4 separate regions of the Mus musculus genome follow, and all the other regions are linked to region 1. A link is a contact called in public HiChIP or PLAC-seq and promoter capture Hi-C data. All regions are on one chromosome and are shown on one strand. Each heading gives the region's core, a stretch centred on a gene start, on an enhancer-like site or on the middle of the called end of the contact. The rest is flanking DNA. Distances are from core to core; before and after follow the strand shown.

The links. Promoter capture Hi-C pulls out the DNA fragments that hold promoters and counts their contacts. HiChIP or PLAC-seq counts read pairs in DNA pulled down with a chosen protein or histone mark.
Region 2: an H3K27ac HiChIP or PLAC-seq map of large pre-B cells shows a contact between it and region 1, with 8 times the contacts expected there. The contact joins the enhancer-like site here to the promoter of Cd1d1 in region 1. A contact is called at or near these places in 6 of 39 promoter capture datasets (the 3T3-L1 cell line, cranial neural crest, hematopoietic stem and progenitor cells and 2 more), 2 of 115 datasets of contacts at active chromatin or transcription factors (embryonic limb bud and large pre-B cells) and 2 of 9 other capture datasets (embryonic stem cells and liver).
Region 3: a contact with region 1 is called in an H3K4me3 HiChIP or PLAC-seq map of neural tube, with 4 times the contacts expected there. The contact joins the promoter of Etv3 here to the promoter of Cd1d1 in region 1. A contact is called at or near these places in 3 of 39 promoter capture datasets (frontonasal cranial neural crest and liver) and 11 of 115 datasets of contacts at active chromatin or transcription factors (bone marrow-derived dendritic cells, bone marrow-derived macrophages, embryonic midbrain and 5 more).
Region 4: a promoter capture Hi-C map of the C10 cell line shows a contact between it and region 1, with 7 times the contacts expected there. The contact joins the enhancer-like site here to the promoter of Cd1d1 in region 1. A contact is called at or near these places in 10 of 39 promoter capture datasets (3T3-L1-derived adipocytes, the C10 cell line, cranial neural crest and 6 more), 2 of 484 Hi-C or Micro-C datasets (the STO cell line and embryonic stem cells), 4 of 115 datasets of contacts at active chromatin or transcription factors (bone marrow-derived macrophages, embryonic basal ganglia, large pre-B cells and 1 more) and 1 of 9 other capture datasets (macrophages).

The regions. Positions count from the first base shown.
Region 1 is chr3:86,997,953-87,001,033 of GRCm38.p6, reverse strand. It overlaps Cd1d1 (CD1d1 antigen), which reads left to right and starts at 1,705. Exons shown (of 6, transcript NM_007639.4): 1 at 1,705-1,842; 2 at 2,129-2,401; 3 at 2,684-2,962. The coding sequence starts at 1,782.
Region 2 is chr3:86,195,091-86,197,979 of GRCm38.p6, reverse strand. No RefSeq gene overlaps it. Among named protein-coding and RNA genes, the nearest start is that of Gm23025, 5.1 kb to the right of the region's middle. Within about 2 kb of position 1,304, at least 48 of the 459 cell types and tissues checked have an H3K27ac peak or open chromatin away from gene starts, as enhancers often do. A contact at or near this core is called in hematopoietic stem and progenitor cells, where this site is marked.
Region 3 is chr3:87,524,293-87,527,241 of GRCm38.p6, reverse strand. It overlaps Etv3 (ets variant 3), which reads right to left and starts at 1,664. Exons shown (of 5, transcript NM_001083318.2): 1 at 1,583-1,664.
Region 4 is chr3:86,310,916-86,314,055 of GRCm38.p6, reverse strand. All of the region lies in intron 13 of Lrba (LPS-responsive beige-like anchor), which reads right to left. Among named protein-coding and RNA genes, the nearest start is that of Gm26343, 37 kb to the right of the region's middle. Within about 2 kb of position 1,590, at least 6 of the 459 cell types and tissues checked have an H3K27ac peak or open chromatin away from gene starts, as enhancers often do.

The sequences.
Region 1 (3,081 bases), core at 456-2,955:
AACTTTTCTCAAACTGTTGGGAGCAATATCCAGTAAAATCAGGTCTAGTGGATTAGAGCCACCTCCAGGAGCACAGCCAGGAGGGAGAAGCCTGCCCTCTAGGACTCTTACAACACTGGGGCCCAGGAGAGAAGGTTGGTGAAGGCAGAATGGGAGGAGTCAGGTTAGGCAATGTGATTCTCGCGTTCTGACAAGCCTCCAGCTGGGACAGCGAAGGGGTCAAACTAACATTTCTGTAATGACAAGGCCTATGTGTTAGGAAGAAAGGCCAACAAAGATAGCTGCCGCCCAGTGTGTGGAGATGGGCTGGCTAGCTTTCCAGTCTTTATTCACACTGTCTGGGAAGCTTGAGGAGGCTCTCTGAGAAAATTACATTGGAGTTTGAAGTCTGAGTGGACACTAGGCAGGCGCTTGGAGGTCAGAGGTCCCCAAGGGGTCTATTTGTGCAGAGATCTGAGGAAGAAGCTGTATCTAAGGGACGAAAGCATGTGAGACTTAGAGTAGGGTCCCAAACGATGCTCCAAGGCAAGCCAGAGCATGGGCAGAATGATCCTAGAGGCTATACCGATCAATGATGGGGTTTTTTCCTACCTCGTGGAAGGTATTTCATATAGTTGAAGCAGAAGGTTGCGGTTATGTTAAGGGTAGAGACATAGAGAAGAGGCCTACTTAGGAGACAAGGCAAAAAGACAGAGCAAAGCATACAACGGGGTGACTAAAAAGGAACGAGGAAGATGGTATCAGGATGCTTGCTGCAGGAGTACGATTTACCAAGGATGACTTCTCCTTTCTCACAGTAACTGAAATTTTGAGCAACTGTTTTTGTCACTACTTGTTTTAAGCGTGAGAAGTTGGGAATGGCCCTACAAACTCACAGGCGCGCCCTGTAATCTTACCTCTGTTCTCAAAAACAAGAGGTTCGGTATTTGCGAGTGAGTGGGAAAGACATCTGTCTGCAGGTGTATGGCCCGTGTTTTCGCTGTGCTGAAGCGCTTCGAGGGGGCACATCTCGTCACTTTTGGCTTTTCCTCACATCAGACTGACACAAGTCTTCGATTTTCGCAAATCATGACAGTACAATATACAGAACAAAATAAAAACTAAAAATAAAATATGCCTGTACTCTCCCAAAATGGAGTCGGGGACAGCCAGAGGGCAGGTAAGGCAAGGGAGAAAAGAAACCAGGGTAAGGGGAAAAAGAATCTGACATGGGAAACTGTGGGCATACGAAAGCTATGAAGGAACTTAACCCGCCTAGTCCTATCCTCTCAATGAACCACTAGAAGAATCACATCTATTATTATCATTATCATTATTTTAATGTGATATTTATAGATATCTGGGAGGATCCAAACTTGTAAATGGAGCACCTGCAGACAGCCCCTGCTAGCTAGACCAAAACGTCCCTTCTATTTTTCCCCTTGCATTTTTAATACCATCGGAGTTGTAACCGAAATACAATTTTGTCTTGCTTTCGATATTGAGACGATAGTCTCAACCTCATTCTTTAGTATAACGGAAAGACATTTTTGTTGTTGTTGTTTTGTTTTGTTTTGTTTTGTTTAAAAGTGGTTTGCGTAGCGGTTCTGAGTAAAGCTGCACTCCAACCCTCAACTACCAGGGGGTTTGGCTTTGTCAAAGAGTAATTTACCAATCGTGCCTGCGCGTCCTTCCGGGTTTTGCTGGCTCTGCACCAAAAACCCCAGAGCCTTTGTGTACCAGTCCGGGAGCAGAGTAAAGCGCAGAAGTCGGAGCCGAGGGCTGTGTAGAACTCTGGCGCTATGCGGTACCTACCATGGCTGTTGCTGTGGGCATTCCTACAGGTCTGGGGACAATCTGAAGGTGAGTGAGTAAAAGCGCACACAATCTAGAGAAGGGAGGAAGGGAGGGAGAAAGAGGCTGGCTACAAGCTCTGTGCAGTAGTGGGCGGGTGGAGGTGGGCTTCCCGGCTTGCAACAACAGTGGGAGGAGCAATGTATGGCTGCGGCTCAGGGCTTAGCTCAGTTCAGAACTACACTGAGCCTGCCTTTCCTTCCGCAAGCGCAGCTAAAGCTGAGCTTTTTCCTACTGCAGTCTGTCCTCAGACTGAGCCCACTCGCTAAGTTCTTTCCTTTTCCTTTGTTTCCAGCCCAGCAAAAGAATTACACCTTCCGCTGCCTGCAGATGTCTTCCTTTGCAAACAGAAGCTGGTCCCGCACAGACAGCGTGGTCTGGCTGGGGGATCTGCAGACTCACCGTTGGAGTAATGACTCAGCCACCATCAGCTTCACGAAGCCATGGTCCCAGGGCAAGTTGAGTAACCAGCAGTGGGAGAAGTTGCAGCATATGTTTCAAGTCTATCGAGTCAGCTTTACCAGGGACATACAGGAATTAGTCAAAATGATGTCACCTAAAGAAGACTGTGAGTGGAGGGGTTGGAACCCTGAACCCAGTGGGCAGGAGTGATCCAGACCCCAGCTGGATAACTGTGGGCATCGGGCATAGCTTCTCTTCTCTGTCCACCCTTATGGTTTTACTTCTGTCTAAAAGTAACCCTTGTCCCTTCTAAAAATAGCCCATTTCTGCTCTAGGGCACCATGATCATTTTCCTCAACTGGCACTTAACGATAATCTTCATACCAATTCCTTTCTTCCAAATCCCTTAATCATGAACTCTTTGGTCTCTGCCTACTCCTCCTTACAGATCCCATTGAGATCCAGCTGTCTGCGGGCTGTGAAATGTACCCTGGGAATGCTTCGGAAAGCTTTTTACACGTAGCATTTCAAGGAAAATATGTCGTGAGATTCTGGGGAACGTCCTGGCAGACAGTCCCAGGGGCCCCATCTTGGTTAGACTTGCCCATCAAAGTGCTCAACGCTGATCAAGGGACAAGTGCAACCGTGCAGATGCTCCTGAATGACACCTGCCCCCTATTTGTCCGTGGTCTCCTAGAGGCAGGGAAGTCAGACCTAGAGAAGCAAGGTCAGCTGGCTATTTTCACCCTGGCTCTCCACTTGGATCCATCTAGGTTTTTACATCACTGTCAGCTGTAGAGGAAGGGCAAGGACTAGGAAGAGATGAGTAAGGCCTGTGGGGTTTAT
Region 2 (2,889 bases), core at 55-2,554, 800 kb after region 1:
TCAACCAGCAGATCCTTAATCCTAATGGGGAAGAAGATAAAGTCAAACAATAATCCAGCCTATGAGAAAAGCAACAACATTATAGGAATTAGTAAATACTTCTCAGTAACAACTTGCCAAAAAGAGACATAGACTGGCTGGCTAGATTTAAAACTTAGATCCTATTCTCTGTGGTCTCTAAAAAACATATCTCATGAGTTTAAAAAGAAAAAAAAAATCCAAAGACTTAAGAATTAAAGAATAAAAAACATGGGGCTGGAGAGATGGCTCAGTGGTTAAGAGCACTGTCTGCTCTTCCAAAGGTCCTGAGTTCAATTTCCAGCAACCACATGGTGGCTCATAACCATCTGTAGAGGGATCTGACACCCTCTTCTGGTGTGTCTGGAAACAGTTACAGTGTAAACATATAAATAAACTAAATCTTAAAAAAAAGAGAGATAATAAAAAACATTTTATCAAGCAAATAGAAACCAAAACCAAATCAATATATCTATACAGATGTCTGAGAAGAGACTTGAACCAAAAAAGAAGAGATAAAAACTACTACATCTTTTTTCTTTTTTTTTTTTTTTTTTTTTTTTGGTGTTTTGAGACACGGTTTCTCTGTGTAGCCCTGGCTGTCCTGGAACTCCCTCTGTAGATCAGGCTGGCCTTGAACTCAGAAATCTGCCTGCCTCTGCCTCCCAAGTGCTGGGATTACAGGCGTGTGCCACCACTGCCCAACCAAACATCTTAATAAAGGGAAAGTTCATCTAAGAAGGTATAGCAATTGTAAATATTTCCCTAATTACTATAGATGCAAAAATGCTCAATGAAATTTTTGTAAATCAAACTCCAGAATCCATTAAGCAGTACCCACTTGACCAACTAAGTTTCATTCCAGGGATGCAACTTTGGTTCAATATATGGAAATCAATAAGCATTTTTATAAATAGATTCAAGAGCAGGGGTCATATGAACATTGTAATCAATACAGAAAAGCCTTCAGTAACCCTTCAAGATAAAAATTCTCTAAGAAACTATGAAAAGAGTTGTTGCCTTCTAAGCTAAGCATGCCAAAAGCACGTCATGGTTTTGACCTCGGTCTTTGCAGCAGAAATGTTAGAAAGTGCTCAAACTCTGAAGATATATATTTTGAGTATGGGTTTGAAGTCTAAAATATGAAAGAAAGGGAGAAGTAGGGCTAATTTTAAAGTTTCGTGCTTAAGCAGCTAGAAGAATTCAGTTGCCGTCAGTCAGATGGGAAGGCCACATCCTGTTGTAAATATAAGTCTGTGGGTTTACAGATGGGCTTTATTTCTTCATAGTGTTTCCTTAGTTATCAAAGTACACTGTTTCCTTTGGTGCATAGCAGGGTTGTTCTAGGAGCCCCTGCAGACAGCAGGATGCTCACATCCTTTATTTAAAATGGCTAGTGTTACAGAGCCTGCATAATTTATTTAATCTCTAGATTACTTTAGCTAAACTGCTAGTGCCCAGTGTAACGTAAATGCTGTACCAAGAGCTGAATGTTCAACACAGATGCAATGTTTTAAATGTTTTCTACTTGAGGTTAGTTAAACGTGGGGTGTGGACATGGTAGGTCTCAGGTCAGGACCACGTTTCACACCGATAGATGATTGTTTTTAACTATAAGGGATCTTTGTGCGCAGTTTTTACATTCCCAGTAAAGTGCTGGTAAGTGAGAAAAGCTTCCTAACTGTTCCTTTTAAGCATTCCGAGTGCCACCGCTGGTGTAGTTTGTGATCCTTGCTCTTGCTGTGCGGCTGAGATCCGGCTGGCACATCGTGGGCGGTTCGGCACAGTGATCCGAGCCGCCCCTGGTGCCGCGGTACGCTAATTGTAGGAATTATCTCTTGCTCAGCTAGCTTCTGAACAGAGAATTTCTGCTGTGATTATCCTCTGTCCTAAACCTCTCACCACAGTGTAAACAAACTATGCTTTCTGCTCCACAGGGAATATTTCACTCTCCTGTTCTATTTCTACAAATAGTTTAAATGTAAGTCTCTATGTGCCTTTCTTCTCATTTTATCTTTTGTGAAATAAAACATTTTTTAATTAAAACAAACAAACAAACAAACAAACTTGCACCTGTAGACCAGGCTGGCTTTGAACTGACAGAGATGGGACTGTCTCTGCCTCCTGAGTGCTGAGATTAAAGGTTTGTGCCACCACTGCCCCATGAAAAGTAAAACTCCTGCTGGGTGTGGTGGTGCACTCCTTCAGAGTGAGTTCCAGGACAGCCAGGGCTATACAGAGAAACCCTATCTCGAAAGAAAAAAGAAAAAGAAAGAGAGAGAGAGAGAGAGAGAGAGAGAGAGAGAGAGAGAGAGAGAGAGAAAGAAAGAAAGAAAGAAAGAAAGAAAGAAAGAAAGAAAGAAAGAAAGAAAGAAAGAAAGAAAGAAAGAAAGAAGAAAACGCCTAGCTCTTCTGGGCTTTACTCTTATTTCAACCAGGGTTATTAGACAAGTGTTTTATTTTCTTTAACAGAAATGCAAAGTCTCTCTCTCTCTCTATCTCTATCTCTCTCTCTGTGTGTGTGTGTGTGTGTGTGTGTGTGTGTGTGTGTGTGTGCATTGTATAGGCATATTTTTGTGTGCATATGTACAGGTACACATGGAGCTCAATGGTCAGACCTAGGCATCTGAGTCTTGTAGATAAGCTGGCCTTGAACTCACAAAGATCTGCCTGCCACATTACCAATATTAAAGGTATTTCCCTCCATACCACCTTATTTTTTGAGACAAGGTCTTTCACTGAACCTTGAGCACACCAATTTAGTTTATCTGCCTAACAAGCAAACTATAGGAATGGATCCTATCTCCTCCTAACCAGTGCTGAAATTATAGGCATAACTGCTGCACCAGGCAGACATGGTGTTGGAGACAG
Region 3 (2,949 bases), core at 415-2,914, 530 kb before region 1:
ACACTACTATTTTGAGATGTTATGAATTATCTAATTAAGGCTTTTTTGGGGGGGAGGGTCACAGTTCCCCCCCCCCAACATCCTTCTTGTTGCCTTTACTTCGTTTCAAAGCCTTCTTTAACCTTTCAAACATGTCACCTCTAAACTAGTAATCCTCATGTCCTCAAATGATGGTCCTTGGGTCATCCACCTCAAAAGCCATAATTATCTCTCACCTGACCTTAGCCGCAAAGTGTAAACACTGTCCTTAATATCTGCTTTCTTCCTTGTGACCAACCGACCCTCCGACATAAGAGAGGGAAGGGAACAGTGAAAGAAGTCCAAAACGGCAGCAAAAGCAAGCCACACAGTTTGTTTTCTGTTGGTAGACAAGCCCAGATGCCAAGATACACAAGCCTGAATTCACCCAGACACACCAACTTAAGAAGTGGGAGAAAAAAAAAAATCCAAATCCCCTATTCAAAAAGGAACATCCGATCCTACGTATTTCTTGAATTGTGTGAGAAGGACATCTTCCAGTCAGAAACTGGGCTCACCTTCCAACAGTATTCTGAGATACAGAAAGTAAACATGTCCTGTGTACAGCCACTCCATACAAGAAACATGTCACTTTCCTAAAATTTTGTGAAAAAAAATGTTATGCCATCTACTTAACAGGGAAATAAAAAGGGTAAAGTAGGTACTTCAGATCGCCTGGCCGGTGGAGGAAGGCATCTTGCTAGGATCTGAATTCATTCCATGCAGATTTATAGTTCCTCAATAAATTTCCCGTTCCCAGCAGCAGACAGCTTTGTGTCAGTCCTTCAGCGAATAGGAGGAGAGGGTGAAACTGACCGGGAATGACGGAGGAGGAGAGACCTGACTTACTCTCATTACCCTGCAGGGTGGACAGCCCCCGGCACCAACCAGAGCAGGTCTGGAGCAACTGCAGGTGCTTCAGAGGCCCCAGGGTGGGGTGGGACAAATTCCTAATCTTGGAAATTTCATCTAACCTAGAATTCCTCTAGGTGTTCTGCATTTTCGTTGACGACAAATACACTAAGGAGAACAGTAAGTTTCAGTCCATGACAACCCTCGGGATCCAGGAGCTGACAAATGGCTCAAGGAAAGAGGCAACAGACAGACAGTGGCACACACAGGATATACACAAGTAACAAGGCACCAGGGCTGGGCAGAGCTTCCTCTCCCATTTCCGTGATGATGGGGTTGAAGAGACACCGATTTCTCCAAGGCTCTGGGACACTGTCCGGGACTAACTCCTACCCTGCGCTGTCGGATCGCAGGGCCCTTTCCCTGCTCCAGAACACCCTTCAGCCTGGTGTCCGTGGGCTCGCGCTGGCCGACGCCCGAGCCGGGCACCCTCTCCTCGATCCTCCGGCCCCCGATGTGCCCATCCAGCCCCTCGGAGCCCGCAGGCGCGTCTGCAGGTGTTCGCGACTCCCCCAGGGCGCTCGGTCACCCTCCCGGCCTGCGGCGGGGCTCGCCGCTCCCGCTGGTCCGCAGCGGCTTCCACGGCCGCCCTCATCCGCGTCCCTTCCGTCCTGCCCGCGCGGGCCGCGACCGCCGACGCCACCAGTCTCACCTCTCCGGCGCCGTCCGTCTCCACTCGGGCTCCTCCGCGGCAGCTCGGGCTCCTCCTCATCCACCCAGAAGGAAGTGACTCCGCGGCGGCTTTCGTCACTTCCACTCTGGGCCAGGGTGGGAGGGGGCGGTGTCGTGAGCGGCACGGCTTCCGCCCAGAAGGTACCGGTGCCCCTCCGTGGCTCGGAGGCCGCGGGGCTGGAACCCTCTGCAGAAGGAAGGCTCTTCCGCGCTGACAGGAGCACAGGAGCTTCAGAGGCACGTGCGAAGTTGGCCTTGCCTTGCACTGTTCCATTTTTAGTCCTGATCTGCCTCGTCCAAGTGTTACAGCGTGCACGACTTTGCCATTCAAACACCGCTCCCCCCTCCCTTTCCCTTTGCCTTTTGTTCCCGATTAAGCAATTACAATTTTGTCCCAGACAAATTTTGTTCAAGAGTTAGTGATAAGGGATGTGAAATCAGCTTCCGTAATTCCAAATGGTTCCCAGCCCTAGTTTCCCTCCAGAGGCAGTGTTGGGACCAGTAAAGGTTAAGTGGATGAGAGTGAAAAGTGGTGAAAAGTGGGGGAAGGCGAAGATGAGAGGCAGAATTGAAGTCTTCATCGAGTGCACGAGTGCGTAGCAACAACTTTATGCAATCACAACCTTTCCCTCCTGGGAACGACACAGAACATGGAAGTCTTACCATGATTTGTATCAAAGGTTGGCTTCTAGCTTTGGATATGCCTATTAGCACCTCCCTTCCCAGACTGGCCAATGAATTTGTAATTATCTCATGCTGTACTTGTGTGTGTAGGATTATAGGTATATACTACCACAACTGGCCTTCTGGCTTCTACTACTGTTTTGTTTGTTTTGCCAGAGGTCTTGACAATGTATCTCTGACTGCCCTAGAAAGCACTATGTAGAGACCCAGGTTGGCCTCGAACTCACAGAGATCTGCCTGCCTCTGCCTCACACTTGTTGGGATTAAAGATATGTGTCACAATGCAAGACTAATAATTGATAGTTCTTGAGGTCTTGAGATAAGTTCAGTACTCAGTATGGCCTAAGGTTACCTTACCTGCTTAAAAAGGAAGGACTAGTGTTGGTGAGGTCTAGTTTTCCCGCCCCTTCTAGTTTGAAAGTCAGTAAAATGAACAAAATTTAAATACCATTGAGAGGATTAGAAATATGAGCACTCTGAGCATAGAAATTGCTTTATAATGGTTTCCATCTTCTGTCCAGTCTAGAACACCATTTTCTATGTTTGGGTCTACAGAACAAATGCTAGGGTTTAGCCGAATCAGCAGTTCTCGACCTGTGGGTTGACCCCCTTTAGTAAGCCCCTATGTCTAAACCTATTTACATTGCAATTCATAACAGTAGC
Region 4 (3,140 bases), core at 341-2,840, 690 kb after region 1:
AACCCTGTGCTGAGACTTGTTGTTGCTTGGGAATTTTTCTAAACAAACAAGTATTAAGTACATACCTCTTAGATGCCCTATAAATAACCAATTTAACATTTAACTAGTAATCAGAATAGTAGATATGTTTCTTAAAAAAAAAAAAAAAAAACCAATGGCGCTTAACTGGATTAAACCAGGGTTTAGAATACAATTGGAGTATAGAAAAAAAGTTTTCAGGTAATTTGTTGCATCAAAATGTTTTTGATATATTTACTGCTGTTAAAATGGGTAGCCCCAACCTATCTGTCACTGAAGCAATACAATACTTCTTATAACATACTTCAAGTTCTTAAGTACTTTATTTCAAGTCAAAAATATTTACATGTACCTATATACTTAGCACTGGATTGAGGATTATAATGACACACATGCCATCCCTCATACTAAAATGCAGTTAAGGAGATAAAAATTACACACAAAAAAACACTCAAGCCATAAAAGCAGACACTGAGCCATGACCAGGTCCACGTCAAGGCTGAGGACACTCGCACAACATGTGCAAAGCACTGGGCTCAATCACCAGCACCTTAAGGACACACAACAAAGGGTAAGGCAGTGTCTCAGGATGTTAAACACAGTGACTTCAGGGCAGAGAGGGTTAGATACAGAACGGTTAGATACAGAGTATCTGTAGGGAGACCCTCATCAATCAAGAAGCATGAGGCAAGGCTTTGAAGGCAGAAGTAGCAGTGCAAGCAGACAAAAGGAAAGGAAATTTCCAACAAGAAAAATAGTGGTTAAAGGGAGCAATCATTTTCCAAACCTACCTGTGCATTAAAAGAGCTAGAAAACATTTTTTTTTAAACATTATGAAGCCTTAGTCATACTCCACACTAATATGGACAGAGTAGGATTCTGCTGTTACTTTTTTGTGTTTAAAAACTTACCCCAACTGATTCAGAGAGCATCCAAAACTGGGGAACCACTCTAGTGATTCCTTATGGTACCTGCTAACTTACTGAGGAAATTTGAATTTCTACATTACAAAACATAGAACTAACAGAAAGGCTTGAAGCTAGCTTTGAGATTACCTTACTCTGAAATTAACAGAAAACTAAAGTCTGAAAGAGACTAAGAAAGGTTATGATGAGGATGTCATGTTTGGACCATACAGGAAGACCAGTGTGGTGATGCGAACCTGTAATCCCAGAACTTGGGAGACAAAGGCAAAAGAATCCTAGCCTGAGACGGGCAGGCTACAAAGTGAGAACTAGGTCAGCCAGGACTTACAGAGCTAGACTCTGTCTCAAAAACAACAACGACAAACTATACAAGATTCCTTAAATAAATTAATAAATTGAATAAAAGGTAGACAAAATCAGATAATTTTAAAATGATATGACAGGGAAAATATAATGGATTTAATAGCAATATACATTGATAAATGAGAGTAAAGACCTCTATGTTAATTAGCAACAAACCTTCCTCCTCTTATCCACTCACCATACAGTCTAATCACACCGATGCAGCAACTATCTTTGTCACTATGTCTAATATCCATGAGTGCAAGAATCAAGCCTGTCTTGCTCACCACTCTACCCATACTGCCCAGAACGAAGTAGTTATTCCACAAATATTCTCTGAGTAAACAAAAGACCACTGCAGACCAGAAAATTGATAGTTCCTTCAAGGTCATTATAAGATTACCTCTGAGCAGATCTAAGGTAAATGAAACTGTGAGACTCCAAGGAGCTCCTCACTCCCTTCCCAAAACAAAGGTTGGATCATACATCTACAGCTCCAACTTCAGGACTACAGGAGGGTTCACACTGACTCTACAGCAGCCCACACAGCGCTGTAGCCTAGTGTAACACGCACTGCACTGTGCTCTTTAAAAAAGCTTGCTCTCACCCTGCAAGCTGCATGCCCTGCCAGTCAAACAATCCAGATCTGTCCTTTGCTATAAATGTGTTTATGATAAACTAAGAGCAAATAAAATTCTTTATGTATATACCAAACAAACAGCTGACTGAGAATGTTAATTTAACATCAACGCAATTACAAATTCTAAAAAGGTAATTAAGGAAATTTAGTTAAAAGTGTAAAAAAATAAATTGTGAAAATATTAGGAACATGGAGAAGTCATGTAATTAAATTTAAAGTAAAAAACACTCCTCTCCATCTAGATATGTAATAAGACGCTTTCTGACAACTTCAAAAGAGACACAAAGCCTTACAAATATGCTGGCTAGTAAGACAAAAAAAATGTCTAGTAAAAGAGTTTTAAAGTAACTTGAAACAATCTTTGAAAGAAATAAGACTGAGGGTCATAGAAGAGAAAGAGGTCAAATTTAACCTGGAGATAAAAAGCTACAACCTCCAGCTGCCTCCTCTGATTATTTCCAAATGGCAATCACAGTCGGCAGCTGTGTTTCTCTTTACCATTTGAAAAGACTGGCTCAAAATAAGATATTATGACCCCAGAAGAGAAAGTCTGCAGACATTTTTTTCCTGACAATTAGAGTAAGTATGTGCTATAATAGACACAGTGAGTGGGCAAAGGGGGAGGGGAAATGGTAACAGGGGTTAAAATAACACCATTTCTAAGAAAAATTGTAAATACAGATGAACATAATTATACAACTTGGTAAAACTTTATTTCAAATTAACTTAATATTAATACTAAGTTTTTAGGACAACTAATAGATCAGAGTTTGTTAAAGATTTTGTTCACAAACTCTGTTGTAAATTTGTTTATGTTCACATAGGAATAAGTAGTTTGTTGTCAAAGCACTACAAAATTACTTGGCAAACATGTGAGAATTTTCTGTTTTTTAATATTAATATTAACATTTAATGAGGCCACTATATTATGCCTTCAATGAAATGTGGTATTTCAGCTCTGGTTGTAAAATGAAACCCGAGTTCATCACCATCCTGGCTGAAGTGAAGTACGCACAGAAGAGGCAGACAACAGCAACAGGAAATGATGCGATGAAATGGAGAGAGGGAAGAGAGGGAGAAGCAATGTGTGTGTGCACGAGTGTGTGTGCATCATGCTAGTGTGTGTGCACGCATGTGTGTGCGCATTTACAAAAGAACAGAGCTATAGAACTATAGATTCTACAAAAGATGGAGTGGAACTGCTCTTGGATTTA